Linked DNA regions of Pan troglodytes: region 1 is linked to region 2. The links are chromatin contacts, called in public Hi-C maps. All regions are on one chromosome and are shown on one strand. Each heading gives the region's core, a stretch centred on a gene start, on an enhancer-like site or on the middle of the called end of the contact. The rest is flanking DNA. Distances are from core to core; before and after follow the strand shown.

The links. A called contact is a pair of places that touch in the nucleus more often than the background predicts.
Region 1: a contact with region 2 is called in a Hi-C map of induced pluripotent stem cells, with 1.9 times the contacts expected there. The contact joins the promoter of PLXND1 here to the enhancer-like site in region 2. A contact is called at or near these places in 4 of 7 Hi-C or Micro-C datasets (blood, induced pluripotent stem cells and stem cell-derived neural progenitor cells).

What each region holds. Positions count from the first base shown.
Region 1 is chr2:132,847,728-132,853,561 of NHGRI_mPanTro3-v2.0_pri, forward strand. PLXND1 (plexin D1) reads right to left here and starts at 2,826. Exons shown (of 36, transcript XM_009446434.5): 1 at 1,389-2,826. The coding sequence starts at 2,699.
Region 2 is chr2:132,728,635-132,734,551 of NHGRI_mPanTro3-v2.0_pri, forward strand. IFT122 (intraflagellar transport 122) reads left to right here. Exons shown (of 29, transcript XM_024355640.3): 15 at 3,067-3,207. Among named protein-coding and RNA genes, the nearest start is that of RHO, 41 kb to the right of the region's middle. Within about 2 kb of position 1,432, at least 3 of the 24 cell types and tissues checked have an H3K27ac peak or open chromatin away from gene starts, as enhancers often do. A contact at or near this core is called in induced pluripotent stem cells, where this site is marked.

The DNA of each region.
Region 1 (5,834 bases), core at 1,576-4,075, 120 kb after region 2:
GGAGGGTGTGGGAAAGGCCCCAGTGTCATTCTGGGGCCTCATTCCTCAAGGTGAACCATGGGGATCAACAGACCCAGCTCCCAAAGCCAGTGAGGAGCAATCCCTTGCCATGAACTTCCTTTAAGGGAACCACACCAAGTCCCCTCCCGCACCCTTGTCATGTCAACACACATGCTGATTCCGTCAACCTGGCCCCCGTTGCTACTGCCCAACCCAGCCTCAGACACCTGGGCCCCATGCCCGCCTGTACTCCTCCTCATTCCCCACTGAGCCCCACGGCCCTCTCCTGCCCCCAAAACACCCCTGTTCACATCCCTCCATTCTCCTGGCCCTGGCATCTGCCCACCCCAGCTGCCTGGGACGCCCCCAAAACACACGCACTCTGAGATCCAAGTCCAGAAGGCAGCAAAGGCTGGGCATTAAAAACACAGATGCTGAGGCCAGACAGGCTGGATTCAAATCCACCTCTGCTAGCGCCCAACTGTGTGATCCTCAGCAAGTTGCTTAACCTCTCTGTGCCTGTTTCTTCATCTGTAAAATGTGATGAGAATAGAGGCTACCTGAGAGGGTTGTTCTGAGAACTGGGAATTGTGACATGTGATGCCCCTAGCTGGCACTCCACAAGTGCTATTGTTTACCCCAGACTCCCACACCTGGTACATACTAGGTGCTCAGGAAATATTTGCAGAATAGGTGAATAAAAGTTGGCCTCAGGCACACACCTGTTTGCCAACCATGCAGCCTCCTCAGAGTACCGACTCATGCCCAAATACCTGCGTCCCCTGCCACGCACGTCCCACTGCACACCTAGCCCTGTCCCGTTGTACCAGTGTCTGTGCAGTACACCTGTCTGCCCTGTGCGTCTTCAGGCCCCAGCTTGCTGGCACACAAGTCCATGCAGACATCTGCAGGGCCCCGGTGCACACCTGTGTGCCTCCTTGCACACCTGCCACACCCATGCACCCATCACCAACGTGCAATGGTAACTCTGACAGGCTCACGCAGTGGCCCCAGAACACAACTTTGGTCAGGCATGCAGTCACTTACTGCGCCCTCAGCATGCACCTGTGACCCTCACGTGCATACCTGGGCTTTATGCGCACCTGGGTACCTGTGGCAACTTGGACCCCTCCCAGTACGCCTAGGTATGCGCGCCCATGAGCCGGCACTCACTTGAGTCCCTGCACATGCCCACCTGGGCCATACAGGTGCCAGTAGTACCCCTCGGGGGACACCTGTATTCTCGCGTGCACACCTGGGTTCCACGTACATCTGGATCTCTGCGCGCTCCCACCTGTGACCCACTCAGCTCACGACCCGCTCGGTTCCCGCCCGCCCCCGCCCCCGCCGCCGCCGCCGCCGCCGCCGCCGCCACCGCCCGGGTGTACCTGGATGTTGAGCTTGCGCTCGCAGGCCGGCCCCGTGCCCTGCACCACGCTGTCGAGCACCGCCACCACGTCGGGCGCCGGTTCCACGAAGCAGGCGGTGCGCGCAGCTCGGATGGCGGCTCGCACGTCGGCGAAGCGGAAGGCGCAGAGTGCGGCCGGAGCAGCGCGGGCCGCGGGGGACCCCTGGGGCCGCTCGAAGACAGCAAAGAGCCGCTCCCGGGCTGGGAAGACCGACACCAGGCGGCTGTAGAGGTCGCCGCGGCCCGCGCCGCCCGCGCACTGCAAGCCCAACTGGATGTAGGACTCGGTGAGCTTCTTGGCGTCGCCGCCGGCGCCGTGGGGCAGGCAGATGCGCGCCAGCAGGCTCCGCGCCTGGCTCTCCTTGTCGCCCGCGCGCGCCTCGCTGTTGAGCGCCAGGTACGCGTAGGACTGTGCACCCGGCGGCGGGTCGGACGGGTGCAGGAAGGCGCTCACGAAGCCCAGCTTGTGCTGCTCCTTGGCGCCCTGCTTGATCTTGAGGATGTTGTCGTCGGAGGGGTTGAGGTCGAAGGTGAAGAGCTTGGCCAGGTCGCCGCGCGTGTCCAGGGAGCGGATGGCGATCTCGGGCGTGTTCTCGAAGCGGTGGTCCTCCAGGCTGCGGTTGCGCGGGAAGAAGGAGCTGCCGTAACCGGTGTACGTGGCGCCCACGAGCAGGCGGCTGCCCCCCGCGCCCGCGGCGGGAGGCAGAACTAGCCCCACGGTGGACGCGTTCGGGTGGTTGGCCGCCACGTTCAGCATGCTGGGGAACACCGTGACGGGCTCGGCGGGGGGCGCGGCGGGCGGGAAGCGCACGGCCACGGCCGAGATGTTGCCCCGGCGCCGCAGCTGGCAGAAGCCCTGGTAGATGGACCCGCACACGACTACCAGGCCCTGGCCGGGGTCCAGCTGCAGGATCTTGTTGTAGTTGTCCGTGAGGCGCCGCGGGTGCTCGCACGAGGCCTGCGGCAGCTGCGGAGCGTGACACAGCGGGCTGTCGGGCACCGGGCCCACGGCCGCCTCGGCCTCCAGGCTCAGGTTGGCGCCCGACAGCTGATAGAGGCGGTTGACGGCCGCCAGGTACACGGTCCCCGCCGCGCCGTCCAGGGCGAAGTTGTTGGTGGGCGTGGGCGAGGGGAACCGACGCTGGATCTCCAGGGCGCCGGCCCGCGCCGCCCCCAGGAGCAGCAGCAACAGCAGCGGCACCGGGCACCGCGGCGGCGTCTGGAACGGCGGGGGGCTGGCGGCGGCGGCCCGGGCGCTAAGGGGTGCGCCGCCCGCGGCGCGAGGAGCCATCCGGGCGTGCGCGGGCTGCGCGGCGCGGCGAGTGCATGGGGCGAGGCGCGGCCGGGAGCCGGGAGCCCGGAGGCGGCGGGAGGCGGGGGGCGGGCCCGGGCCGCGAGGCGCTTCCTGCCCGCGCCAGCCGCCCCCGGCCCCGGCGCCCGGGCCCGGCTCAGCCTCGCCGCGCAGCCCGGGGGCGGGGCGGGGGCGGCTCCGCTGCGGACACGCCCTCACTCCCCGCCCCGGCCCCGCCCGCCCCCGGGACCCCCGCCTGCCCCTGGCCGCCCTGGGCCACGCCCCGCCGTCCGCGGGTCTCGCCGCCCGCGCCCTCCAGGACCCGCCCGCGGCCCCAGGGTCTCTCCCCGTAGCCGCCGCCGCCGTCGCTCGCTTTCCTCGCTCTTTCCTCCCACTTGGCCGCTTGGCCTGCCTCGCTCGCGCCTGTTTTCTCTTTTCCGCCCTCTCCCCCACCCCGTCTCTCCCTCTCTCTGCGTCTCTCGGTCTCTGCGTCTCTCCGTCTCTGTCCCCACCCCAAACTCCGCGCGTGTGGCGCTTCTCCGGGTTCTGCCTCTGCTTCTCCTTCTCCCTCCGACTCCGCTTCGCTCTCCAGTCCCTGGCAGCCCCGCCCCCGGCCCTTTCTAGTCTCCTTCTCTCTCCTGCTCCGTTTTTCCGTCCCTGACGCTCGCTCCCTCTCTCCGTGGCTCCCTCTGCCTCCCCCTCGGACCCTCCGTCCCTCTCTCGGTCCCTCTGAGCTCCCCTTTCCTTCTCCCTCTGCCTTCCCGAACCCTGTGTCTCCCCTCTACACTCAGCCTCCCTCCACCACCTTTCTCAGGCACTGTCCAGGCCTTCGCTCCCCCGGTGCCGGCCAGTCGGGCCCCCCAGACCCCATAATCTGTCCCCCAAACCCCAGACCCATAAAAGGGATTTACAAGTGGCAGGACCAGAGGGACCAGTGCTCAGGGTCAGATATATAAATGAGGAAAACATGGAGAGAGGAAATAGTTCCAGCCAGTGGCCCACAACCGATAGCCAGAGCAAGGCCTTGGTCCTGGAGCCCACAGTTGCCTCCTGTGGAGACCCAGCCGCACCCCCACCCCTGGCACCCCCGCCAGGCACTTTCCCTGACATCCTCCCAGGCCTAGTGGAAGATTAGTCCCACAAAAGCCGGCACTGGGCAGGGTTCTTGATCTCAAAAGCAGCGTTAGGGGCAGGCAGCCTGGTTCCAAGGTCACAGCCCTGTGAGGACCATACGCCGCGGCTGTTTTACGGGGGTGCTCACACAGGGCTAGCCCGTGCCAGACACTGTGCCAAGCACTTGCCATGTACGGGCTCTCTTTTTCCTCACAGATTCCCCCGAGGCGAGCGCTATTGGTAACCCATCTTCCAGATATGGAAACCAAGGCTGAGGGGAAGGGACTGGCCCAAGATGCACAGCTCATGAGGAGCAGAGCTACAGTGTTTGAAAGCAAAAGCCCTTCAGCTCCGACCTCTCAGAACGGGGCCTCCCATCAGACCCCCAGCTTCCACAGGGTGCCCGGTGGGCCTCACTCTGAGAGTAGCGGGACCTCATTTTCCTCTTTCCCACCCAACCAGGAAGGAAGGGCAGGGGTGTCTGTGCACCATGGGGCAGGCAGGAAAGGCTGGGCCTGCAGCCGCCCCCCACTTCCCTCAACACCCTCGCCTTCCTGCCATCCTGCCCGCCTTGTTCCAGACCCCTCAGCCCTGGTCTGGCCACTGCTTTGATGGCCGGGAGTGTTGAGCTGCAGGAAATTGGAGGCCCCCTCCCAGGCCCATCCACCCACCAAGAGCCACTTAGGGGACTGCCCGTGGGACTGTGTCCCTGTCTTCCTCTCTGGATGGAGAAGGCGCACATCGTGCCACCCGTGGGGGCCAACTGCAGAGCCCAGCAGGGGTGCATGGGGCCTGCCTCCATGCCTCTCCTCCTCACTCACATCCTCAGTGCCCCCACCCCAGTCCATCCGCTGGTCTCTCTGTCTTATCTCTCTCTCTCCTGCCCCCACCCATCTCTGTTCCTATCTGTCTTGCTCCTCCCGTTCACTCTCTTTGTCTCTCCTTCTCTCAGTGTCTTGCCCCCTTCCCTTTCCACTCTTCATCTGTCTCTCTGTGTCTCTATCTATGTCTCTCTCTCTGTCTCCCTCCCTATCCCTCACCCCCGCTCCCTCTCCAGCCCCTCCTCTCTTCCTTCCTGTCTCCCGCTCATCTGGTTCATCTTGCTGCATCCTGCAGCTCCCCCCACTGAGCCCTGAGGATACTGCTCAGTGTTGTCTTAGACCAGCCTGTGGTGATGATCCTGGGCACTTGGGACACAAGCTCCCTGCCAAGCTGAGCAGTGGGGTTTAGGAGCTCTCTAGGTGAAGGGTATTCGGGTCTGAGTATCCTCACATCAACTGGAGGTGAGAAGTGCTGTGTGGTCTTGTGCAAGGCACTCACCCTCTCTGAGCCTCAGTTTCCTCAACTGTAAAATGAGGACAATCGTAGCAGAACACCTGCCCCTGGGAGGGTGTGAGATGGAGAATATAACATAACAGGTGTCAAGCACAACAAGGCTCTTAGCAAACACCAGTTTCTCCCCGTCTTGTGGCAGTGAACCATGACCCCTGAAGCCCATGTTAGAGCCAGGAGTTGGGGTGGGGGGCATTGCAACTAAAGACCAGGGCTCCACCTCCTGTCCTGAGCCCCAATGTGGCTAGCAGAGCCACCAGACGGTGAGAGTGAATCCTGTGCCCAGCACTGCCCTACCAGATCTTACACCATCCTTGCAGCCAGCTGACTAGGCTGTGGTCAGCAAACCCATTTCACAGATGGGGAAACTGAGGGGCATTAGCAAGGTAAGGATTCAAACCCAGATCTGCCTCCACATCTTATGATTTCTCCCTTCTACCCATTAGCTGGGAGCACCATCAGGCCAGGATGGCTCATGGTGGCAGCCCCTATACCCCTGGCTGGGCAGAGGAGGTGCTGACAATTACTGGCTGAATGAATGAATAAAGGAAGGAACAAACCACACCTTCCCTGGCCTTACTAAGATGCAATGAGGTGTTCTTCCAGAGGGAATTTTGGAGGGAACCAAGGGGAGATGAAAGGTACTCAGGAGTGGGGATTAGGTGGGACCCAGCAATAACTAACTTGGAA
Region 2 (5,917 bases), core at 182-2,681:
TTCCTAGAAATGAAATTGCTGGGTCAAAGCACGTGTACCTTTGAAAGACTTTTAGGGAAATTTCCAGGTTTCCCTTCCGCTAGGCTCTGTCAGTCTGTTTTCCCCATACAACTCAGCTTCAGGCTAGAGCCCACTTCTTCTAAGCTGATGATACCCTCGAAACTCATGACTGCAAGACTTACTGGGGAAATGCCCATCATCCATGCCTGACACAGATCAGCTATTCAAGAAATGTTAGTGGAATTCAGATCTGAGGAAAAAGACCAGAAAGCAAGAGGAAGAAGGGAATGAGGTGGGTGGAAGTGGCAGCAGGACGAGGGGCACGAACAGCTTCTCCTGGACTGTGTCCTCGTCATCCTTGTCTGCCCCATTACAAACCCACGCACCACATCCACCAGGAACTCATCTCCCTCAATTGCCCCAAACTAGCTCTGCTTATTTTATTAAAAGGTTTTCTCCCAAGATTGCCATCCTGACCTCAAAAATAAATGCAGTTTGCTGCTCTCTGACTGTGGCCGGCCAAGAGGAGCCAGAGGGGCAGCCTGGGGCTTCCTCTGCCAGGACTTTAAGATTCAGCAGCAAAGTCTTGCTGACTGCACCAAGGCCATCCTGCTGACGCAGCGGGTCAGGACTGCCAAGGGTTAGGAAACACATTCTCAAGACAAAGGCTGTTCATCTGTCGCCTCTGCCTCCGGCCATCCTGTGGTTTTGGCCCAGAGAGGAGGGAGAAAGCATCAGACCCAGTCTTGGAATTTTTGGTTGCCTTTCGAAATTTACGTTGTCTTGTGCAAGAACTGGTTTGTCAGGGCTGCCAAGTAGGACAACGAGCCCTAGGAGGGCTTCTCAAGGCGGTGGTGACTTCATGTTTGAAATCCAACAGCAAGATAAAGTATAGCTCAGAGAGTATTTGTTCAGTGGGTCTATTTTTAAAACTCCACTCAAATTGTGCCTCCCAAGTAAGTCCAAGTGTTAGCCATCCATCATATGCTCAGCTGTGATATGCCTGCCTGAGTGCCTGTCCCACTCACGGGACAGTCAGCATGGCAAGCAGTTGGTGTGGTTCGGGGAAGGAGCACCAGCTTTCAGTCCTGACTCCGCCATCTCAAGCAGCTGTAACTAGAGCAACTCATTTCACTCTTTGGGGCCTCATTTCTTTTCTGTGAAATGGGGTTAATTATACCCATCTTTCAGGTTTCGTCAAGCCAAATTTCTATTATTATTTCTCCTTATTACTGACTCATAAAATAGCAAAAACCACAAAACACAACTAAATTGCAACAGGCTGTACTTACTGACGGACTTTAGAAAGGAAAGCTCATTGTGTGCTTTAAGAAAAGCTTTCAGGAGTTTGAGAAAGCTTCCAGGAGATGGTGAAACTTGATCTGAGCCCTGAGAGGTCTGGAAAGGAAAAGTGGAGCAGGGAAGCTTTTCAAACAAAGGGAAAGGTGGGGGTGGGAACAAGACTGGAGAGCCTGGGAGATGGTGAGGAGCTGGTGCTGAGAAAATACAGTGAAGGTAATGATCATGCCTGCGTTTTGCCCAGTGCTTCATTATTTTTGGAGCACATCTCTCCTTTGCCCATGGTAGCCTGAGCTGGGCAGGACATCTAAACAGAAGTTAATGAATTTACCCAAAAAGTCACCAGCCTAGGATGTGGCTGAGCCTGGCCTGGGTTCTAGGTCACCTGCTCCCTAGCCTATGCCTGCTGCCCCCCTAAAGGGAGCATTTAATGTGCCAATGAGGAGAGATGGCATGGTGGAAAAGATAAGCACTTGGAAGCAGCCATGTTTTGCTCTGAGAGTAGACAGACTCAAAAAAAAAAAAAAAAAAAAATTCCTTCAATTCTAAAGCTAAAAAATGGGACCGGAAATTTCAAAGACAGACAAAAGCCCCAAATGGAGAAAACAATACTTCAAGCTCCACATTTGGGAACCATTAGCACAGAGGTCCTGGCTGATTTCTCTTCCCTGCCCAGGAAGCCAGGAGAGATGCAGGCCACTGAAGCCCACTGGCTGGCCTAAAACAAGGGCAAGGCCTTTCCTTGTTAAAGATGTCATGGCCCAACTCAAGACTCATTCTCAGGCCTGCACGCACATATGCACATATACACACGTGCATACATGTGGCAGGAAGGGGCACAGAACCTGGAGTCCAGTCACCTCTAGCTATTGCCAGCTATTTGCTGGGACAGGTCATTTGTCCTCTCTGAGTCTCGGTCTCCTGGGCTGTAGCCAGGGAGAAATAATACCTACTGCACAGGACTATGGGGACAGCCAAAAGCCTTTTATAAACCTAAGAAAGAGAAGTTGTTAGGAACTATTCATGGGCACTCACAGCAAGGCAACCCCATCTTGTAGGAGGGCATCTGTCCCCAGGGCAGGGATCAGGAGACCTGTTTCCAGAGGCTTCCAGGGTAACTTGGAGCAAATCACTTACCTTTCTTGGACTCAGTCCCTGGAAGAAGAGGCCATTCCAGACCGCTTCCTCCCACGAACTCATTCATTCTGTCAGCAAACGTAGACTGGGGTTCTGCTGAGGGAGGCCGATACAACCCACCACTGCCCACGGGCTGTGCACGGCTTTGCTGTGGGAACAGGCCTGTAACTGCGGCACAACCTGCGATCTGGACAAAGGGCAGAGGAAGCTGAGACTCTTTCCCCTGGGGTGGGGGCTTGAGGGGCTTGGGAGGACTCTCCAGAAGAGGTGACATTTCAACAGGGCCTTGAAAGCCAAATAGGTATTTTCCAGAGGCAGAGTGGGGATGGGCAAAGGCATTCCAGGTGAGGGTGACATCCTATGGCGAGGCAGGCCTGCAGGTGGGAAGGAGGGGAGGATGGGCAGAGAGTTTGTGCTGTGGAGCACAGTGGCCCAGTCATGAGAGAGGTGCAGGATGGAGCACACAGGGTGGGCTGGGCAGGCTGGGCAGGGTGCTGATTGGCGGCTGCAGGGCTGCTCCCCAGGCATGGGTAATCATCCCACGCATCTGGAGGCAGGCTCTGTATGCATCTGGTTCTTTCCATGGCCCTGAAAACAGTCTTCTTTTTTTCCCTTGATGAAATCCTGCAGTCCGCTCCCATGTACCAGTACCTGGATAGGAAACTGTTCAAGGAAGCCTACCAGATTGCTTGCTTGGGTGTCACAGACACTGATTGGCGTGAACTGGCCATGGAAGCGCTAGAAGGTTTAGATTTTGAAACAGCAAAGAAGGTAAGCATCTAGCCAGCAGGAGCTGGAGTTTGGTCCTTGTGGGGTCCCTTAAGAAGGCAGATGGGGACGCAGGTGGCACGGAGAGGCCATAGACTGCAGCAGTCTCTGGAGTTAGGCTGACCTGGGCTTGTATCTTAGCCACTTCCTCACTGTGGGCCTGGGTAGGTGACACCCTTTCTAAGATTGCTTCTCTATAGACGTAGGGTGATGACAGGCCCCATCCTCACAAAGCTGTGAGGATCAAATGGGAGGATGCCTGTAAAGGCTGACCCAGGAGCAGCATGTCAGATTCTGGCTGTCACTCTTATTAGCTGTTCTCTATGGGAAGCACCTGGCTAGTAGCCTGGCACATCACAGGCACTCCGTAAATGGCGGCTTTTATTATCGGTGTAGTCACTGGCCATGATGCTGCACACAATGCTGCTTTTCTTAGCATCTGCCAACTAAGGTGGGAGAGATGGTCAAGGTCTCTGATTCTGACAGCAATGTGGGCACTTCCCACGTACCTTCATGGCGGGATTCATGGACTTGATTCGTTGTGTCCTTTCCTGGCCTAGTCTATGAAAGCTAGAGAGATGGCTGAAAACATCTGACCCCTTTCTGCACATAAGGAAAAGCCCAGGTATGTTCCTGAGCTGTATTTCCATCTAGAACCTCAGATGGAGGAAGGAATGGCTTCCAACCTCCACTCCCCTACCCCTTCCCTCTTTATCTCCCCACAGTCAATTAATGAGCTGCTCATTTTGTCCATATTCCTGGGCTGACATTGAAGGAGTGGCAAAGAGGGATGTGATGCCCGCCTTGGGTTAGATCAAGACTTGTAGGCATGAAGAGAGGAGACTGGACCAGACCAGGACTAAGAAGCCTGGCTGAGAACGAGCTGTGTCACATAAGGGGCTCTGGTACCTCAGGCCAGCCACTTTCCTTGGAGCCCCAGTCCTCCCAGTTCTGAAATGGGGGTGGTGAGAATGCCTGCTGCAGTCATGAGGCTTAACTGAGATGTTGTAAAGGGGAATTTAAATCAGGGATGGTTGTGCAGATGCTAGCCATTACTAAACAAGGGAAGTGATCGTTGTGTAACAATGATCTAGATTATATTTTTAGATGTCCTCAGTGTAGGAAAGTGGAGATGGAGGAGGCTGTAAGAATTCAGAGGAGGGGCCAGGTGCGGTGGCTCACGCCTGTAATCCTAGCACTTTGGGAGGCCGAGGTGTGCAGATCACAAGGTCAGGAGATCGAGACCATCCTGGCTAACACAGTGAAACCCCGTCTCTACTAAAAATACAAAAAATTAGCCGGGCATGGTGGCAGGCGCCTGTAGTCCCAGCTACTCCGGAGGCTGAGGCAGGAGAATGGCGTGAACCTGGGAGGCGGAGCGTGCAGTGAGCCGAGATGGTGCCACTGCACTCCAGCCTGGGCCATAGAGCAAGACTCTGACTTAAAAAAAAAAAAAAAAAAGAATTCAGAGGAGGGAGGAGGCATCTCTATGGAGGGAGCTTCCCTCTCCTGCCCCACCCAGAAATGCCAGCAGGGAGGAAGACGACAAATCCCTAGAATAGAAAGGATTGTAAAAAGCCACAAGGTTTAATATGAGTGTTTACTGATATTTTTATAAATATATATATTTTTATATATTTGTTTAAATATTGAGACAGGGACTCACTGTGTTGCCCAGGCGGGTCTTGAACTCCTGGGCTCAAGCAGTCTTCTTGCCTCAGCCTCCCAAAGTGCTGGGATTACAGGTATAAGCCACCACACCCAGCCAGATTTACTATAGTTGAAAAGTAAGTGTATGTGGTATATATCTATTGTGTACAACATGCTGTTTTGAAAAAGCCACATGATATTGAAGATAGGTTGGATGTTACTATTTCATCTAAATCCCGAGTACCCCACCTCTTTACTCTGTGCCAGGCACTCAGGCTCACCAGCTTGGATATAGTGGTTCCTAGAGATGGACAGCCATCCCCACTAGATGGCAGAGAAGAGCTGCTGAGCTCCCGCCAGACCCTGAGCAGAGCTGCAGGTTCCTCCCTATTCCCAGGCTTCCCTCTGCTGAGCTCATTCAGGGGCCTTGTGACTCTGACCAGGCACCCTGACGCTGCAAAATGTGTCAGGTTGAAGGAACTCGGAAACAGATTTATTAATGGGCAAATCCTAGACACTAGCACAGCTGAGCTACAGCTAGAAAGACCCTTGAGAGGGTGTCAGTAGCAGGCCCCTTTCCACGAAGAAGATGGTTGGAGCCCAGAAGCAGAGAAGTAGGCTCAGAGCGAGGACTTAGACCTCGAATGCTCCTTTCCCTCTTGGCCACTGTGCTGGGCTTTGCAGGGTTGCCCTCTCAAGGCGCTTTAAGGAAACCGAGATCTAGAGGGTGATGTGTAAGACCTACAGCTTGGGACACAGGTAGTCTTAGCCCTGTGTTCCTTGGCCCATGTGATGCCCGCATTGCCCTTTTCTACGAATTCCTCTTCACAAACACTTGTTTGCCAGGTTCTGACTCTGATGCCTCACTTAACGCTGCCTCCCACCCCTGCTCATGCTCAGACCATTCATCCGTGTTCTCCAGGCATCTAGTTCGTAGTTGGAGAGCTCTTAGCTCTGGGAGGTGTCATGATCTGTTTAATTGACCAGCTTTCCCTGTTAGAATGTGGACCTCTGAATTGTGGAGGGGGACAGGGGCCAAGACATGTTTCTCCCTGGGTCCTCA